Linked DNA regions of Rattus norvegicus: region 1 is linked to region 2. Evidence: chromatin contacts called from public Hi-C data. All regions are on one chromosome and are shown on one strand. The core of a region is the stretch at or near the end of the contact, and the rest is flanking DNA. Distances in the headings are between cores, read along the strand shown.

Region 1 (2,700 bases), core at 98-2,597, 130 kb after region 2:
ACTGGAGTTCCCTCCACATCGTCCCCACAGGATTTCACTCCATCTCCTCAGGTTTCCCATCCCACCAGTGATCACATTTGAACTTATGTCTCACTTGCAGACGCCTGTTGCCTGCCTCTCCTCAGAAGGAAGTCAAGCTCCAGGCGTAAGCCCCAAAAGCCCTGAAGGAACATGCAAACAGTATATGTGATAATGCCTGAAATATACAGATCATTCTTAGAGCACCACGGCAAAATACCAAATGATCAACCCAGAAATCAGCAAAAGACTTGAAAAAAATTTCTCTCAAGAAAAATACATGAATGGCCAATAAGCACAGGACAAGATGGTTGGTATTTTTAGCTTTTGGGGTGTGTGTGTGTGTGTGTGTGTGTGTGTGTGTGTGTGCAAATTTAATCTATCCCACACCACTGGGATGGCCATTATAAAATAATGGAAACTAACAATTGTTGGAGAAAATAAGGGGGTTGGAGAACTGGAATCCTTCATGTTGTTACTAGAATGGTGTGGGCACCATGGAAAAGTTTGCCAGTGCATTAGGAAGTGAAAAACTGGGCCGAGATTGGTAGTACATGCTGGAAATCCCATCACCTGAGGAGTCAAAGTTGGGATCATCAAGGCAAGCCTGGGCTACATCAAGGCAAGCCTGGGCTACAAAGTGAGATCCTGTCTCAAACAAAGCCAAACAAATAAAATGATTACCATGCGAATTAACTGCTCTACTCATACTTCCTCCAAGAAACAGAAGGGGCACAAGCACGTGTGTGTACACCAGTGTCCAGAAGAGTCAGAGGTGGAAACAACCCGCATGTCTTCTAACACATGCATGAAATGGGTAAACAAAATGTGGTCTGTTCACACAGAGAAATGTAACTTATCCTCAGACAGGACCAGGGCTGACACATGCTACGAACTGGTCAGCACATTAAGAGAAAATAAGCCGGTCCCAGAGCCCTGGACATGGAGCGCCCAGCCTAGGCACTTCCAGAGGGCTTAAGTCACTACAGGCTGTGAGAGAGACAACAGGGCAGGCGTTGTTTGGTGGACACAGAGCTAGCTCGGATACTAAACAAAAAGTTACCCATGCATGTGGGTAACGGTTAGTGTATAGTGCCATGCATTTGTCAAGTAGCATCGTAATGTACACATGAACGTTATTAAAATGACAAATTAACATGACTTTACTACAATTAGAAAATAAAAATGAGAGAGAGTGGGAGGAAATAACGAGTAGGAGTCCTCTGATGAGCTCAGAGCCTTTGACCATGATCTGTTCATCTTTGGAGAGGCAACCAGTCCTGGACTCTCGGGAGCAGCTAAGCCCACGCTTTTCCTACCTGTCCTTTTGACATTTCCAACCTCAGTGATTGGGCAAACACAGACGGGGACAAAGTATCTGATCCCACACTGTATAAAAGCCAAACGATTTCAGAATGAAGATGTGTTGGGCAATGTGCTATTTATTATTTACGGTTGGGAAGACCAGAGAACAACTGATTAATATGGGCACTGAAATAAATACTTCTACTTTTAGCACATTCATAAAATAACACTATTTCAAGCTGGTCCGTCTACCAAGCGTGGGAGTGTTCACTTGGGCAGACAGCTCTCCCTGGTGATGAAATGTTTTGATTTGAAATGTAAAATGGTTCTTTCCAGAGGTTTCAGAAATCCAGCTCTGAAGGTGAGTTTGTTCTTGCCCACTCCCTTTGCAGCTGGGCCTTGAGTGGAAGCCTCTGTGAGCAGGGCTGCCATTGTCTGCCACTAGGGTAGGCTGTGGTGTTTGGTTTGCCTGCTGGTCCTTCTAGAGAAAGCCAACCCCTGACTTCTGAGTATAAAAGAGCCTTTATCAGAGAAGAACTGTATAGGACTAGCTTTCTGCCAAGGCTTTTTGCAGGGACCAGTATATCCGAATCCTATTACATTAAACCTGGTAGTTATTAATGAGTGAAGATTGGCCCACCGTACGTGTAAATTCGGAGGTTGTCATGGCATCTCCGTAAAGTGTTTGTTGCTGCCAAAAACCAAACCAAACCAAAATCAAAACCAAACCTCCCAGACCAGTTTTTCATCTGCAGGTTATATCTGTTCTACTGAGGGCTCTCTGTTGCTGTGACAAGACACAGACTAAAACCCACCCTGGGGATGAAAGGCTAATTTCACTGTGACAGTTCTCCAGGTCACAGTCTAACACCAAGGGAAGTCAGGGCAGGAGCTCAAGGCAGGACACTGGAGGCAGGATCTGAAGCAGGGGCCATGGAGGCACTGCTTACTGGTCTGCTATCACACTGCCAAAACCAGTACCTTGGAGAAGACTCTTACCATAACCAAGTTTGGTTACCAGCCTGAGATGTAGCCTTTGTCCCCTCTAGACCACAGCTTCTGTGTAGTAGCCCTCAGGAAATACTCCCCAGAAACTCTGATGGTGATGTTGGTCTCTGATTAAGCACAGTTGATTTTTCAGCCCCAGCTAGCCAGAATCCATTATCTCAGTAAAGTCAAGGTTCACTTCAATGCTGCTGGTCTATTGTTAATCACCGCTGATCATTCAATCCCAGCTGACCAGAAACCGGAGTCTGAATTTGAAATATCAACCAGGGGCTGGAGAGATGGCTCAGTGGTTAAGAGCACTTCCAGAGGTCCAGAGTTCAATTCCCAGCAAGCACATGGTAGCATCTGTAATGGAATCTGATGCCCTTT
Region 2 (2,700 bases), core at 64-2,563:
GGTAGATCATGAAGTAAGTCCAGTGAGTTCGAGGTCAGACTGGGGTAACATAACAACACCTGTCTCAAAATATTAATATCTAAATTAGTCTCTCTGTAGAAGTTACTATGGAACCCAGAAAATAATTTAGAAGCGCTTTTCCTTCCCAAAATCTATCTTGAGAAAAAGGAAGTTCTTTTAAAAAAGAGAGCGTGTGTCTACCTGATTGTAACGAATTGCAAGCTCATCTTGATTTGTATCTGCACCTGTATCTGTCTCTGATTTGCAAAAGACGATGCGTACAGTTTCAAAATAGCAAAAATGTCAGTTTGTTATAATATTAATCTGTGGTTCAGCATTCTATGCAGTAGAGCATGGTGCCTTGCAAATTTGGGCTCCTCGTCGTGTCTAATCATTACTGTAGTTAATAATCTCCTTGCTTGCTTCTTTAACCGTGTAATTCCAATTGTTAAGAGAAGTTGCAACTGTAAGAAGCTCCTTCCCCTACGCAAGATTCCAGTTATCCCAGCATTGAGGCGCACCTCCCCGACTCTGGGCTCCTCCGCCACGCAGAGCATCCCGCCCCCTTTGTAGATGGAGTACGAGGTTGAGCTTCTTGAGCACTACCAACCCATTCCCGTTCCACGCAAGCCTCTAGATAACAACGTCACCCTTGTCACACTGTTATTCATCTTTGGGGAAAACAAGGGACTTGGCCAATTTCCTTGTCATTTCTGCGTAGAACTAACTCACACATGCTTAAAAAAATAACGGCCTTGGCTAGAAGGTTAAGTAGAAGACCGCGCCCCTAAGTGGCGAGGCTCACGGCGCGCGAACCAGCACCCGCGAGGTCTTCCCCTGCCCAGAACCCGGACTGTCCCCGCCCCAGAGGCACGCTCCACACTCCTCCCGAGGTGGCAGCGGCTGGGTCGGCCCGGCTCTTCTTCCGGCTCACTCCCCGGAGCGCAGAAACTCGCCTTCCCAGCAACCTCCGCGCGCCCCACTGCCGTGCGGCTGGCTCACACAGCGTTCCGGGTCCTGTCACCTCGGCCCGTGAACCGGCCTCGCGCCTTCGCCTCCCCACCCCCTGGCTCCGCGGCGCTCCCGGACTCCCGCGAGTTCCAGTCCTGGCTTCTAGCCCCGCCGACCCCGCCCTCCGCCGCGCGCGCGCTCGCCGCCCCGCCCCCGCCCCCCTGCGCGCGGCCGCCCCAGCCAATGAGGTTCGGGGCCGCGTGCGCAGATTCAAACGGCGGCTCTTGAGGGAGGCTGGGCGCGAGATTCGGCGGTGCGGACAAAACCCTGCAGGAGGCTGCGAGTGCTGCAGAGCTGCTCGCTGCGGGGAGAGGGCGGGGGTCGGCGCCCGTGACGGAGCCGCGCAGGGCCGGCAGCTCCAAGGCGGAGGCGGAGGCGGCGGGAGGGGCGGGCGGAGGGCGGGAGCACGGCTCCTGACATGTCCAGGGCATCCCTGGCCGGGCCGGGCCGCGGCTAGGAGCAGCGGGTCTTGGTCCGCCCCTCTGTCCCTCAGTCCCGCCTGGCCCTGACCTGTCGGGGCCTGCGTTCCGCTCTCTCGGCCACCTGAGGGAAGGAGCGGGGTAAGCGGCGGGTGGGTCTCGGAGAGGGCGCACTCGCCCCAGGCTGGAGGAGGCTGACCCGCGTCCCCGCCCAGCCCGCGCCTATGCGGTACTTGAAGGATGGCGAAGAGGTCGCGCAGGTGGGTGCCATCCCCTCGGCCCCGGCCTAGCGGCCCTGTCTCGGCTCTTGCTCTCTGTCCTTTCCTGCTGGTCCCCATTCAGGCCCTCTCGGGCCTGGGCATAGGTTTTTCTATTCGGTGTCCCACACCCGATTCGGCCGCGCTGGCCGGAGCGCATCCATCATTATTAGACTCCATCATTATTAGACTGCTGTATGGAGGACTCTAACAAATGCTCAGGTTGCTGCTTTGACGGACTCTCCCACAGCTCACGCCCAGACTCCTAACTTCTCACAGCCACTTACAGGGAGGTTTCTTGCCAAGTAAGTTTGTGCACTGCCAGGGGATATGCCACGCCAGGGGAAGTAGTTGTGTTTGCCTGGATGATTTGAAGTGGGGTTTTCTCCTCTGACTTACGGTGCCAAATCAAAATCCTCCTTTGGATCTCCATGACAAACAAACCTGGGCGGACATTTCTGTGAAATCTTGAGAAGGGAACCTGTTAAATCTCCCATGTACACACTGCTGTTCTGAGATTTTTTCCCCCTTATTATCTTATGAGGACATTGTTACGTTGTTACCATCGAGTAAACTTGATCCTAAACCAATGTGTTTGAGTTACTTTGTATCTCAAGTATTCATGTTTGATTCTGATTGTATCTGTGTTGTATTAAGTAGGACACAATGTTATTGTTGTTGTTGAAAGATTTGCTTTTGTTGAAAGATGTGTATGCACCTAACTTTTATTTTATGCTATTCTAATAGCTACTCCTAAATTGTGTAGCATAATCGGATGACAAAAATCTACTGTCTGGATTTTCAGTTTTCTCAGTAATAAGGAAACCTGAAAAGCATTTGGCAGAATTTCCAAATACTTTCATTTATCTAGAAACATAGCCTCAAAATCTTAAGAGTTTTATTTCCTGAGCTGAAATTTAGTACTGGGAGTCATCCAATGCAGATTTTGATTTAAAATAACTATGCATAGAATACATGGCTTTATTAATTTATTAAGCATCTTCTGTATGTAG

Evidence for each region. Hi-C and Micro-C count contacts between places; a contact is called where the count stands out from the background.
Region 1: a contact with region 2 is called in a Hi-C map of liver, with 4 times the contacts expected there. The contact joins the enhancer-like site here to the promoter of Mybl1 in region 2. A contact is called at or near these places in 12 of 12 Hi-C or Micro-C datasets (the A7r5 cell line, the Rat2 cell line, Schwann cells and 7 more) and 1 of 1 datasets of contacts at active chromatin or transcription factors (oligodendrocytes).

What each region holds. Positions count from the first base shown.
Region 1 is chr5:14,491,049-14,493,748 of GRCr8, forward strand. The region is part of intron 13 of Adhfe1 (alcohol dehydrogenase, iron containing, 1); the gene reads right to left. Among named protein-coding and RNA genes, the nearest start is that of Adhfe1, 23 kb to the right of the region's middle. Within about 2 kb of position 1,348, at least 11 of the 93 cell types and tissues checked have an H3K27ac peak or open chromatin away from gene starts, as enhancers often do. A contact at or near this core is called in liver, where this site is marked.
Region 2 is chr5:14,364,455-14,367,154 of GRCr8, forward strand. Mybl1 (MYB proto-oncogene like 1) reads left to right here and starts at 1,314. Exons shown (of 16, transcript NM_001106632.1): 1 at 1,314-1,690. The coding sequence starts at 1,671.